2 separate regions of the Mus musculus genome follow, and region 2 is linked to region 1. Evidence: chromatin contacts called from public Hi-C data. All regions are on one chromosome and are shown on one strand. The core of a region is the stretch at or near the end of the contact, and the rest is flanking DNA. Distances in the headings are between cores, read along the strand shown. Region 1 overlaps Tenm4 (teneurin transmembrane protein 4). Region 2 overlaps Tenm4 (teneurin transmembrane protein 4).

The links. Hi-C and Micro-C count contacts between places; a contact is called where the count stands out from the background.
Region 2: a Hi-C map of the N1E-115 cell line shows a contact between it and region 1, with 2.4 times the contacts expected there. The contact joins two enhancer-like sites. A contact is called at or near these places in 4 of 484 Hi-C or Micro-C datasets (the N1E-115 cell line, cortical neurons and uterus).

Annotation. Positions count from the first base shown.
Region 1 is chr7:96,553,558-96,560,731 of GRCm38.p6, forward strand. It overlaps Tenm4 (teneurin transmembrane protein 4), which reads left to right. Exons shown (of 33, transcript NM_001310762.1): 6 at 1-190. Among named protein-coding and RNA genes, the nearest start is that of Gm15412, 220 kb to the left of the region's middle. Within about 2 kb of position 3,729, at least 4 of the 459 cell types and tissues checked have an H3K27ac peak or open chromatin away from gene starts, as enhancers often do. A contact at or near this core is called in the N1E-115 cell line, where this site is marked.
Region 2 is chr7:96,829,923-96,837,096 of GRCm38.p6, forward strand. The region is part of intron 19 of Tenm4 (teneurin transmembrane protein 4); the gene reads left to right. Among named protein-coding and RNA genes, the nearest start is that of Gm15413, 32 kb to the left of the region's middle. Within about 2 kb of position 2,794, at least 54 of the 459 cell types and tissues checked have an H3K27ac peak or open chromatin away from gene starts, as enhancers often do. A contact at or near this core is called in the N1E-115 cell line, where this site is marked.

The sequences.
Region 1 (7,174 bases), core at 2,479-4,978:
CTCCCACACTGTGGCTATTCCATGGGGGCCAGCTCTGATGCAGACCTGGAAGCAGACACTGTGCTATCCCCTGAACACCCAGTGCGCCTGTGGGGCCGGAGCACACGGTCAGGGCGCAGTTCCTGCCTGTCCAGCCGGGCCAACTCCAACCTCACACTCACGGACACGGAGCATGAGAACACAGAAACCGGTGAGTGGCTCACCTGGCCCGTTGGTTACACGGGGTTACCAGGGCATGGTTTTAATTATAATATTGATTTCCTGCTCCATCACTAGAGCCCTGGTGAAGCTGATGAAAAATTGCTTTGCTCTCAGTGGGCAAAAGTCAGAGCCTTTTGCAGTGTCACATGAAATACCCACCCATCAGTGACATGTCAGAGAGGGGTCACTGCACTTTTAGTCCAGACTGGGGCAGGGCTAAAGGGCTGGGTTATTACTTACAAGGTAAGGGAACAGAGGGCTGCAGATGTTGCTAGCCGCCCCCCTATAGAGCTGTTTCCTGTGGAGTCCAGAGGGACCCGATCTGCTCTGAGTCTCTCTAGTGTCCAGTTGCTCAGCAGTCCTATGCAATCTCCTGTCCTATTCCATGCCTTCGGTTGCTCAGGAGGATTATGGACCAAGATTTTCAAATGGGAGCAACTTGGCATTTGGGGTGTAGGGGAGATAGAGGTCAAGGGCTCCAAAGTTCCAGTTAGGAGGAAGAAGCTTACATGACTGTACGTGTGAGGTGTCCAGGAACCGAAAGTCTTGGGGTCAGGAAATGTGTGGCATAGAAACGTGCTGCATAAACACCACCTGGTTTGCCCTGCCAGGTCAGCCCTGTGGAGGGGTCCACTGTGGACCAATGCTGGGGCCTTGGAGAGACTGGCAGAGCCTAAAACAGTCCCACCTGGGGAGATCTGCTTCTGAGAAGCTCGGCCGAGAATGTGTGTTCATTACTGTAACTGGCAGGGCAACACTGGAGATTGTTTTTAACTCAGAATGAGGAAAGCCAGCCAGGTGCCAGTGCCCCCTACTGGCTGCCAGCTCTAAATGCAAGAACCTGGATTTCCAGCCAGCATCTGGGTCAGGATGAGAGTTTAGCCCCCTTTAACAAGACAGCTCCAGCTGAGCTGCGAAGATCAAAGCCCAGATTAGAGACCAGACAGCTGACCAGGGTAGTCAGAACCTGGTAGAGGATTTCATCCCCTTAAAGAGCCAGCTGCGGCAGGATTCCAGGTGTCAGTTCTACTCTCTGGACCCTCCGAGTTCTTTGTAGGAGTTAAGGAGCGGCCAGGCCTAAGAACTAACTTGACAGAGTCACCCACTCCCTAATTCCAGGGAGGGTCCTGTGCCCTCAGCCCCTGTGGATCTTCCCTTCCACAGTTAATAACTTGTACACTTTCATCTGCCACCAAGGCCCAGGCTGAGCTAACAGCCCTGACTCTCCCTAACCCACTGTACACAGAAGCACAGCACAAGTTTAAACACTAGGGTCGCTCAGAGAAAATGAGGTCTGGTTGGAGGAACAGAAGTATCTACTCCACCACTGGCCTTGGGTATGGCATTGGCTATGTTGGTTTCTGGCCCTCACTCTCCCCACTTGGCGTTTAAAGGAAGGCCTCACCCCTCATTTTCTGAGCTCGTGGATTAGAAAAGGGAAAAGTCTTTTTTTTTTTTTTAATTAGGAAAGGGAAAGCGGTTTTTGCGACATTGCAGTGAGGAAACACGAAACACGCATCAACCAGTTTTTCTTGTGCAGGACTTCTCAGAGCCTTTAAAACATTAACAGGCATGCTGATGGATAAATCACCAGTATTTGTAGCACGCTTTGTAGTCTTTAACCACAGAACCCTTTATTCTCAGCTCATCAGGGAGGGGGCAGTGTTCTGATAGCTGCCTTCTGTAGCTTCAAGCCTTGTAGACCTGGGATTCTGGCCATCTAATATTGCTGTGCTGAGGACTGAGGTACAAGGGAGAGTACGAGGGATGGAGAGAGTTAATCACGGTTCCTGATTATCAATGCCCAAGCACGGCTGAGCACTCCAGCCACAGGAGCTCATTTACTGCCTCTTCAACTCTTTGAAGTCGATTTTATTACAACCATTGCACAGAAACAGGGAACACTGGCCACAAAAGCCAAGAAATCTGCCTGGCTCACATGCAGGATGGAGTTAGAACTCTGGCCCTTTTACCAATCTAAAATCTTAACTCTGTTAGCTTTAGTTACTGTGTTGAATTTTCTGTGTAGCAAAATACTAGGATTGCCTGTTCTTTTGAGGGCTTCTTGCTATGGTGCTAAAAGGATCACTTTCTATAAAGTCATGACAGAGCAAGACACGTATCGCCCACGTTACTGTATATCCCTGAGAGCTGAATTACAGCTGAATTAAGCCTCTGTTGGGGGGATAATGACATATGCCATGAGAATGCAGATAGTGGGGCCAGGAGGTTGGTTGCTGGTTCCCTGGCATGCCCCACCCCCTCTTTCCATCTCCACTCAGACTTTAACACTCCACTTAGAGCTCTAAGGCAGCTATACTCAGAGGAACCAGTCAGGCAAAGGAGTGGAAGGAGAGTTCAACAAAGGACCTCTAATTTCTGCATCTCTTTCAGGCTTGGACTCCCAAAGCAGACACCCTACAGGTTTCCATACTCTCTCGAGCCCTGACTCCATTGGGAAGTTTCCATTAATGGCTGTCTTACACTCCAGCCTGAATAAGGATGGCGATCATCAGAATGGCTTGCTATTATTCATTGATTGGGTTCATAGAATTGTTGCTTGGCCGAGGAAATTGAGGATCAGAGAAATGAAGGGCACAGTCCTGTGTGCCTGGCTGAATAGAGGGTAGGCCCTATCCAGAGAGTCTGTTCTCTCCAGGATCTTCTTCCTTCTCTCTTGCCTTCCCATCTGACCTCCCACCATCCCATCCTCTGCCACTCAACCATCCAGCCCTCTAGACCTGGTTCTGTCCATTTTCTCTGAGGAGTGCTTGGATCTCATCAGAGGAGGGATTGGATATACTGAATGTGTTAGCTAGTCATCCCATCACAGTGAGGCCACTGCTCAGGAACAAGGGAAATCAGTGCTTGCCAAGGGCCCCAGTACACACATGAGATAGCCTCTAATTCCCATAACACCGCAATGGCATTCCCATCCTCCAGACGGGAAAACAAACACTCCACAAACAAAAGTCAACTAGCACGACAGCAACTCTCAGCGTGTTGGCAAAGCTTTGATGGGAACGTGGACCTCTCTTGTTTGCTTCCATCTGAGTCACAGGGACTTTGGGATCTCTCCTTTGAGAACAGCAGCAATGTGAATCCTAGTTCTTAAGGGGGAACCGCCTGATGAATGTAAAGGGCTGAACCATAAACCCCTGTGACCTTCAGCCACAGAAACGTGCACTCCCCTTTCCCGGGTGGCCTTGCATTAGTCAGTAGTAATGGTCAACAGTATTGACAGCAGTGGGAGCTTTCTCTGAGGACACAGGGCTGCTGTGTGTAACTGTCATCAGTAATAACTTTTATAGGGACCATTAAAGCCAGTTTCTGTCCCTGAAAGTTAATGTCAGCCACTTTTATGTCAGTGTTTAATTGAAATAAATACAAAATTGACTGGCAGTATAAGCCCTCCTCCTCAGGACTGTCAGGCAGAGCTAGCCTGCAGGCCCCTCCTCCTAGAAGGCGAAGTCACCAACCTGGGGGGCAGTGAGGATTATCCAGCATGGCAGACACCCAGTAGGCATCCAATAAATGTTTTCCAAAGACAGAGGATGTGATCAGGGCTCCATCCCCAACACTGGGGCAGGATGGCAAAAATCTCTCTTGTGGATTCATGTGTCATTTGTTTTGTGATTGCTGAGTGTCCCTGGCATGGCAGGCATTATTCTAAAATGTAGTAAGCAGAGCAGCAGTGGGAGAAGTGGGAAGTCAGCCACCTGTACGTATAGCAGAGGCATCCCAGACTGGAAAAATCACTGACTTCAGAGGCCTGCCCCACCCCAACCCCACAGGAGATCTGGACCAAGTCCCAGCTGTTAAGCCTTGGACAACTTGGTTCACCTTTCTGAGACACAGAACCTGTGCTTTAAAAGCAACACACTAATAGTTATTAGAGATGGGTGAGGGGAGCGTAAGGCATGTGATGGTTTGTATGTGCTTGGCCCAGGGAATGGCACTATTAGAAGGTATGGCCTTGTTGGGGTAGGTGTATTACTGTGGGTGTGGACTTAAGACCCTCATCCTAGCTGCCTAGAAGTTAGTCTTCCACTAGCAACCTTCAGATGAAGATGTAGAACTCTCAGCTCTGCCTGCACCATGTCTGCCTAGATGCTGCCATGCTCTCACCTTGATGATAATGGACTGTACCTTTGAACCTGTGAGCCAGCCCCAGTTAAATGTTATCCGTTATATGACTTGTCTTGGTCATGGTGTCTGCTCACAGCAGTAAAACCCTAACTAAAACAAGGGATGATTGTTACTGGCTACAGAGCTCCAGTTGGGAGAATGAGGAGGTTCTGGAGATAAACAGAAATGATGGTCATTACAGTATTGCAAACATACTAACACTGCCGAGCAATGCTCTATAATAGGGCTCATCATTCAGTAATGTTAATCATCATAGTTCAAAACTATAAAATCTGAGGTCTGGGGTGATGGCTCAGTCAGTGAAGTGCTTGCCACATAAGCACAAAAACTTGACTCCATCCTTAGAACCAACATTTGAAAAAAAATGAACAGCCAGGGGCAGTGGCAAGCTTGTGATACCAGTGCTGGGGTCATGGATCCTTGGGTCTTGCTGGATACCCAGTATAGCCTAATTGGCAAATCCAAGACCAACCCTATCCCAAAAAGAAAAAAAAAATTAGGGAGACAGCGCCTCAGGAACCATACCCACAGTTGCCCTCTGGCTTCCACATGCGTGTGTACACACAGATTCATGTGAACCCATAAAAATATGTATGCACATACACATAGAAGATAAAAAATAATTAAAATTGAAAACATAAGATTTCATGCCAATTTTGAGGTGTTGCTAGCTCGTCCATCACTGGGAAAGTCCCTGTTCCGTGGGCCCTGAATTCAGGCAATCTGATCATGCCATTTGCTTAAAGGTCCACCTGAAGGAGCTACTCACTTTCCCTGCGTACGAGGAGGTCAGTCCTCTTCCTCACTCAGGTTCTGAACCTGGGTCTGGAGGGCTGTTATGATCTGATTGAGCGGGAAAGAGAGGGGTTCCCAGAGGAGCCCACTGCAGAGCCACACCTGGAGGCCTGAAGAGGCCTGGGTGGCCTCTCTGCTTTTATCCAAGGCGCCAACTTAGAAAATCACTTAGAAAATAAAATGAAAGAAATTCAGGTCTTCCCTCTGCTCCCCCATGATTATACAGTCTGGCATCAAAGAGGAAATGGTGAGTTAAGCTAATGAGGCACCAAGTCCACAGAACAGGCGGGTATCTCCAGGGCATGTGAAGAGAGCGCTTACCAAGTCGGCTTGCTTCACCCTCCACGCTCCCCGGCCCCAGACTCTTGAGAGTTATTCTTACCAAGATCTAGAAGAAAAACTGTCAGGAAGCTCGAAATGTTCAAAGTGCTGCAATTCAACCTACTGTCCAGAGAGACAGCACCTTCCAGAACAGGGAGTTGAGCCAGGTAACTGGGCTAGAGACTGAACAGTGCCTTCGGAGTTTGTCTCTTATTGGGCAGCTCACCATGTAACTCCTGGACACACTGTAAGCCCCCAAGTTCCCAACGAGGCTGAAAAAGAACAAACCTGGTTTAAGTCAGAGAATTTAGTAATAATGAGTTAGAAGAGACATTTTTGTTTTCATTTTCTAGGCAAGCACATTGATCTGGAGTTCAGTGACATGGTGAAGGGACGGCCACAGCCAAGACTTAAACCCAGGTGTGCCCCTTTCCATCATCATTGTCTTGCTTGGCAACTCCACTCCATGGTGTGCACTGTTTTGTAGAAACATGTGCTCGACTCATAAACTGTGAGGTCTGGGAAATAATTCTGGCTCTATCTAGGACATAAATTTCCTTGTCCATGTTAGAAACTTCCAGAAAAGCAAATGAACTTATAGCCTCTCCAATATGATCTGGATATAAAACAAACAAACAAACAAACAACAACAAAAATCAACCCAGGCCACTCTCAAACTGGGTCAAGCAAGAGAAAAAGTTTAAGAGGAAAGTCCAACTAGAAAGCATCTGAGAAGGCTCCGTGGAGGAGGCGCTGGACTCCAGGCCCTGAGGGTCAGGAGGAATTTAGCAGGTAAAGAAACTGAAAGCAGGGCATTCTGTGTGGACAGCCAGCAAGGGTGTCCCCAGAGGCTGTGCAGAATAGACATTCGAAAGTGTGTTGTACAGGAATCTGGGGATGGAGGGTGGGAAGATGTAAGACTGAGTCCAGCACTGTTCTGTACGATCTGGGGAATGTAGGAACCGTTCTTTCTGCTTCAAATGAGCGAGTTTATTAAGCTTGTAGCAAACAAAAGTAAAAGAACAAACAGCAAGTAGCTTATAGGTAACAAAACCGCATCAAAGCAGATGCTTTTAACATCCAGCAGGGACCAACGGAATGACCTGATTGAGAGAGAGATCAAATGCAGGTAACATCATCAAACTGGGCTTACAACATCCAGCAGCAAACGGCTGGGGAAGAATCGGTCTCGCTGGAGTTCCCATCAGGGAGCTTCTGGCTTCTTATGACAACCACACTTGTTTTCACATTGTAGGATAAACAATAGCAAAGTCTGTTAGGAATTGTTTGCCTTCTACGTGTTCTCAAGGACACCATGTTTTTACATCCTTTGGTCTTTGCTGTTTTTCCCTGTCCTTGTTACAAAGCCAATGAGTACCCTGACCCATGTCAGGATTTGGACGATGCTTGATATAAACAGGCTTGAGTCTGAGACAAGGGAAGACCTTCTTGATACCACAGTCCACTCTTGGCAAGCCCAAACATCTCATGAGAATTCACCGAGATAATGCATATTTCAGATGTCATGCTATTCCTTGGGCACTTGCTATAGCCTAGGAATGGTTTTAAGTACTGAGATTCTGTCAATCATCAAAACTTCTCACTCTTAAGAACATTAAATTTTAATGGGGAGACAGGTTGGGAAATTAAACTGTATACTGTGTGTCAAGATAGTAAGTGCTGTGCGAACAAGTCCCAGGGTGAGGGA
Region 2 (7,174 bases), core at 1,544-4,043, 280 kb after region 1:
GTCAAGGCCCAAGGTCAACTTTGAGCACAGGGGAAACAACCAGCATGCCTCTCAGATTCCTGCTAAGCCTTTAAGTAGAACCCAACTTTTTCAGAAGTTTTAAATATGAGAGTTTACAAAAGGATAAGGTAGTGGGAAAACAGAAATGGTCATATATGTGACATCATATGCAGGTTATTCCAAACAAAAACCACACCCAAGTGTCAGTGCTACCAAGTCACAGGTGGGCATTCACTCCCCACCCCAGAGTCCTGCCCCCACTTCTGTCCCCAGGCCTCACACAACCAACCAAGACCCTCGAAGGGGCTGAGCAGTGAGGATCTTCTAATGAACTGCAGATAAACAGCAGCTTCCTGACAGCTGGCCTCTGAGTGGATTTATTATTGAATTACACTCCTGCACTTTCAAAACAAGCTGAGCTGACAGGCTACCCCATCAGTTACCAAAAAGGGAAGGAAAAAAAAAAAAAGGAAAGAAAGACATTGATGAATTACCTACTGGAAGATGGAAAAAGATAAAGATCCTGCTTCCTCCAAAATGTCAGCCGTAATATATTATTCATGTTGGTTTTTAAAAATCCCTCCCCACATTGAAATGAATGTTTATGATGATAAAGCAACAAGGTGGATTCAATTGAGGATGCAGGCAGCGGCGTCTCACATCATCCTGACGAGCAGCTAACAACTCCTCCTCGGCCACTTGATCATCCCTTTATTGATTTCAAAAGGAATTACCATCTCTGTTTGCTTTGCAGCTTAAGCATGCTCCTCCTTGTCCATCACGGGAAGCATTAGCACAGGACGATATGGTGATGCAAAGACTATCTAGTGCATAGAGAGAAGGGACCTAGATCAAGGTCTGGGACAAGTGAGACAAGTGACCTTGGACAGAGGAGACTCACTCTGAAGTTTCTGATTGCCACTGGGTTGTTTTAAAGAGTCAATGAGATAAAATACCCAGATACTTGTATACAGAAACAACACAAGACATTCACCAATGGTATGTTCTTTGTCAGGCATTGCTAGGAATACTTTCCATAAGTCATGATGGGTTTAGTTCTCCACTCCCAGCTTCCAAAACAGCGCAGAAGGGCTCAGTTGGTGGCTCCTTCTTTAAAACTTGAAGAACCAAGGCACAGCCCAATCACTAAGCCAAAGGTCATAGACTTGTAAATAGTAGAAGCATCAGTTCTTCACTGCATCATGCGTGTTCCAAGTTCAGCATCTTCAGTTCCTCTTCAGCAAGATGTTGCTACCCTCCACATCTCCAACTGGCTCTAACCATCTCTTTAACATAGCACGACACACAAAGAGGCTTCACGCTACAGAGCACTGGCTCAGAGTAACCTGGGCTGGGCTGGGAGCCCAGCCTCCTCTAAAAGCAGTATGACTATAGACACATCTCTTACAGACTTTGGATAAATTGTGGTTGGTGCTGAAAAAAATCTCATTCAATCAACAGGAGCTGACAGAAGACAGTTTAAGGTTTCGTACAAGTCAGGCTTATAAATCCACTTAAAGCACCTTGTGAGGTGAGGTGATTTACATAACCACCAGCAGCAGCAGCAGCAACAGCAGCACAGAGCTGCAAACACTAGTAGGCAGGGAAAACGTACACTTAGAATTTGCTACCTAGATCCCTAATGATTTCTCCCATGCCCTGAATGCCAGCTGTTTTCATTAAATAACCAAAAAGGAAAGAAGTTGCAGACTCTCTCCCTCCACTTAGCATTTCCTTTACCTGTTTATACACTATACCTCAAACAGTAACTTAAAACCTAATGATTTCTGGCATTTTTGTTAATTTTATTTTTCAAACAAGTTATGCAAGCAGAAGCCAAGTGAACTATCCAGGGGCAGAAATTGCCCACCTTGGGAAGAAGTTTCAGCTCTCAGCCTGGGGTCTCTAACCACAACCCTATCAAGATCAAGTGGCTTCAGGGTCTCAGACACTACCTCACCTTCTGTAAGAGAAGCATCTCATATCATGATTCAGTAAATAATTTATTAAAAGCTTATGCCACGCCATGCATTCAAATTCTAGGACAAACAGCCCCTTGGACGATATTTTCCTTTGCCTACTGAAAATGAACATCAGCCATGCTCAGTGCTGGGAAAAAGAGCTTGAGGGAAATGTGGCTAGTCCCATCCACGTGGAGTAGAATCCACTTTGGGAATAAGATTGTCTTAATTGTGTGACTCATTTTCTACAGAAGTATCCCCGAGAGGCAGGAATGGTGGCCACTGCTTGGTAAATGCTGTGGCTGAATCTGAAAGGTGAGCAGGCACATTTCTAGTACACAAGGTCTGTGGAAGACAGCAAGAATAGCTCAGAGGCAAGAACATGCATGCTATGAACCTCATTAAGATGAAAGCCCCCTGGTCTGAAGGCTGTGTGAACTGTTTGCATAGTGCCAGGTAAAAAATGATCAAAACTCTTTGAGAAAGCACAAGTTGAAGCTCTTGAGAGTTCTGTTGGATTCTGTTTTACACTAGATCGAGAAAAACCTCAGGACAGATAACGGATGAAGGGATGGAGGATCAGAGGTGGGTGGCTCTCCAGAATCGCCTAGATCCGAGTCAGAACAAGGAGCTGTGACTTCCCAACCTCGGCTCTTTCTGCTGCTTTCCCCGAGTGGCATCGAGGTCGAGGCTGCTTTTTTTGATCTGCTCGCTTCTGTTTCGAGGGAGGGCTGGGTAGCAATCCATCTGCTGTCTCTCCGGCAGACTCTTCTCTTTCCAAAGCCTGGCCTCTGGCCTCAGGAAGCAATCAGGCAGATCGTCTAGTCACCAGCAAGGGCACCTTGTTCAGGCTCTGAGTGTATCGTTGCGCTAATGCCAGTATATGTGACACCACCCCAGCTGGCCTGGCAGGAGCACTGCCTCCTGGCAGGGTTCACCCAGCCTAATTGCTTGTTTTGTGTCCCAGCTGCCTGACATATGCTAATTCCATGTGTTGACACTCTGATAACAGGGACAAACACACTAAGGCATTTCAAAATGGCTTTTGTGAGCTCTAGCAAGTAATCAAGGACTGGGATTTATAACTCTAGCAGCCAGCAGTGCCGGCTCATCGAAGGTACCTGGGATTTCTGTGACTGTAGACACATGACACAACAGTCACAGTAAGGATTCGTACGTGAGAAACTAGGCTTAGCCAATTATGTTCATCTCTGGGTGACCTTGAGCAAATATTTTCTCCGTGGGTTTCAAGTTCTTAGCTGCAGCCCCTGCTTGCTCTATATACTAGGAGTGAGTCAGCCCCAGGCATGTGAGATGGCTTTGTAAATGTGAGTGGTGTAATTGTGGGACCATCAAAGCCACAGAGAGATGCTTTTAAGTATAGAGGAGCCCAGAGGAAAGGGTGATTAATTGTAACAGGAAGAGCTGGTGACAGCTTTCCTGAAGTGCTGACAGTGGGAGTCATTCTAAGGATGACTAGGAAATAATACCTCCTCTCTCCATCATCCCAAGAAAGTGACCAAGGAGAAAACAAGAGCCATTGTCCCAGTTTGCTTTCTATTGCTCTTATAAAACACCATGGCTGAAAGCAACTTGGGGAGGAAAGGGTTTGTCTGGTTTACACGTCCTGGTCATAGTCTATCATGAATGGTTTGGGGACAGGACTCAAGGCAGGAGCTGAAGCAGAGACCATGAAGGAATGCTGCTTGCTTGCTTGTTCTCCATGGCTTGCTCAACTTGCTTTCTTATACAACCCGGGATCACCTGTCTGCAGTGGTCTGGACCCTCCCACATCAACCATTAATCATGAAAATGCCCTCACAGACTTGCCTGTAGGCCAATCTGAAGGAAGCATATTTTCAATTGAGATTCTGTCTTCCAAGATGCCCCCAGTTCATATCCAATTGGAAAAAAAAAATAACTAACACATGCATCATACATACATATAGGACTGGGATATAGAGAAACCCCCCAGAGAGTGACTAGGATTCTCACCCTGGTCAGTGGTTCTCGCCGTAACACCAAACCTGGCCTTTAGTATGAGGAGTGACCCAGGGGAATGAAAGCACCAACTCATTTGAGCTCATTAGAACTGATTATTAAATATTTAGAAATTTGGTAAGCTGGTTGCTAAACAGCAAAAGCTATTCTTCCAGAGGACCTAGGTTTGATTTCCAGTACCCACATGATGGCTCACAACAGTCTGTAACTCTAGTCCCAAGGGATCCCATGCCCTCTCCTGACCTCCATGTGCACCAGGCATGCATGTGGTACACAGACATGCATACGGGAAAAACACTCATATGTGTAAAATAAGATTTTCGATTTAAAATTTAAAAACTAAGCTATATGAAATTGAAACGATATTAAAAGGTTATAAATAACTCAAAACCTGTCACTTCCTAAGTATTTTATTATATTTTATAATTATCATTGCTTTTGAACTTGTCTGAGACTAATATATCTCTGAGATAGAAATATCACATACTCGCATTCCATTATGCACCTCTTCCCAACTTTGTATCCAGCAGCATACAGTTGGTAGCTTGAATTTGTCCATGATGGGAGTATTTACACCATAGGAAAGGGTAACTATCAAAGATTGCAACCACCTCTCTCCCTCGCCCTCTCACTTTCCTACTCCCTCTCTCTCGGTTTCTCGTCTATCCTTAAGCATTTACCAACATCTCACTGGTAGTATCTGTTGAATAACTGCATAGAGAAAACAATCGCTGGGAAACCTGCCTAGCACGCACATCTTTTCAAACCTCCCTTGACGAAAGCACACGGCATGGAGCATAGACAGAGACCACCACAAAGTGACTTCCCCATCTCCTTTGCTCCAGGGAAGCCCTAATATTAAACAGCGTTCTCTTGACAACTGAAAACCCTGGTTAAACAGAAATAGAATGGAAGTGTTTTCCTCTAGGGCTTGGTTTCTGAGCCAAATGCCTGTCTTGCCATGAGGCCTCTGTGGCCTGCAGGGGCTGGGGGAGTCAACTTAATCTTCTGCAGAATCCAAAGCAATCCACAGGAGCCTGCCCTAAAATTGCATCTGCTCTGGTTTGCCGAATGGAGACTAAATGATAGCCAAATGGCGCTGATTTAATGTTTCCCAACAACCAGAAAATCCCCACAAGAGAGATAAATCAGAGGATGCTGGTCTGCATGTGCACGGGGTGGGGGTAGCCAGGGCAGCCCCATGATGGAAACCACCGACAGAGGGCTGGTTACTATCCAGGCAGAATCCAAAAGTACTGTACATGTCAGAAGGCTGGATCATAGCCAGGATCTGAGGCGCTGAGATCTGTTAGTAATTCACTGGAAGGACAAAGTTCCAGCAATACAAAATTCAATTGTCCTCCATTAAAGAAAGCCTCTCTCAGTACCAGCTGAGTACAATTGATGAATAAATCCCTCCCATTAGTGGAAAGATAATTTCACATAAATACATCGGGAGACCTTCAGAACAGGACTGGAAGTCTTTGCTGAGCCTCACCTGATTTACTGGTTTGCCATGTAATTGCATTTAGACCAAGGGCCTCAGAAGGAAAACACTGACTGAATTAGTATTAGCCAGACTGTGCAGAGTGAGGTGAGGTGAGGTGTGTGGTGGTGGTTTGGGGATGGGGGTGGGGGAGCAAGGCATGTGGTGCATTGTGGATAGTTGTTGTTGCCTTCAGAAAGGACAAGCTGACACGAGTGAGACCAGCTGCTTACAAGCCTGGTGTTAATTGCTTTTCTCATCAAACAGAGAAAAGTTTATCACTTGAGGGAAGTAAGGATCTGGGTGTCTAATAAAGATGGGCTAGAACTTGAGGATTTTTTTCATTAGTGCCCACAGGCCTTATTAGTAGCTCTTTCATAGGCCAGAAAGAAGGGTGGGCCTGAACCGGGAAAATGAAGAGAAGGTGAGCTCCTTCATTTTTGCCTGAGACGGGTCATCAATGGCTGTTTCCACAGTATCCTGATCTCGCAGAGCACTCACCTGAACCGGCATCTTCACTCCCATTCATTGCTCCTTCAGACACACCAACAGATCTAGCATCTAGCCTAGAAATGGAAGGTCCGCACTCCAGACTCCTGCAACCACCTTCCTGGTAGCCTTGTGAAAATATTAGTACCTCCCAATCTCCTCGTTACAAAAACGGAAAGGATCCTGACAACTTTCTGGATGGTTCCTTCAGAGGCTGATCAAATTGCCTTTGGAACCACCAGAGTTGGGGAGGAATTCTGTCACCATTACATCTAGGGCGGGTCTTCTTTTGGTTTGTTTCCTATTTTGAGGTCCTTAGGAAATGTCATCTACCAAATTATTCTACTTCTGAAACATGTGAAAACCACCCCTCTAGATGATTGCTAATTGCCCTGTTTATTTGCTCAGTCCTCTATTTTGCCCCTGTGACTAAGTACTCACTAGGCACGGTCCAGGCTCTGCACTACAGAGAAAGCCTTGCCACGCCCTCACACTGCCTGATGTCTGGGTGGAGAGGAGAGGGAGGTGCAGCTTAGCAGGATACCAAGGCCTTGGTGTGCGGTTTCGAGGGAGCGAGATGAGAGTTCTGAGCAGGAACTTCACAGAAGTCCTCTGAAGTGGGCGCTGAAGGACAAGACTGTTGGAGTGTGTGTAGAGATGACATTTTAGGCAGATGGGAGAACATTACACACGCACGGGCACCACACATTCTCCTGGAAAATGCAGGAAAAACGTATGGTTTGTGGTCTAGAATACAAGGGACAAAGGGGAGGGAGCTGGGAGTGGGAACAAGTCCCCAAGCAGATACTCCCAAGGGGGTGCTATCATCTATCCTTCTCTTCCCAATGCCAGGTAAAAGCAAGTATAGCCTCCATCCTGTTCTCCTGTGTTCTCACTTCCAGTAATAAAACCATGGCTATTGTTACTTACCATACCATTGTTACATTGTACCTTACCATACCACTGTTACATTGTACCAAGATGAAAAAAAAAAAAAAAGAAAACAAAACCAATAACAGCAAAAAAAGAGGTGCAAAGAACTGTCACATACCTGCACAAGCTCAGAGCTCTAGCAAGTAGCAGAACTGGGATTTGAACCCAGGCCACCTGACTCTGTTGTCGCATGCTTGACTATACCCTGTTGTTCCCTGGAGTCAGCCTTCTCCCCTCACAGTAGATGACAGCCCTAGTGAAAAACTTGAAAACGTTCCCCCAGAGTGATTCTCTCAAGGACACA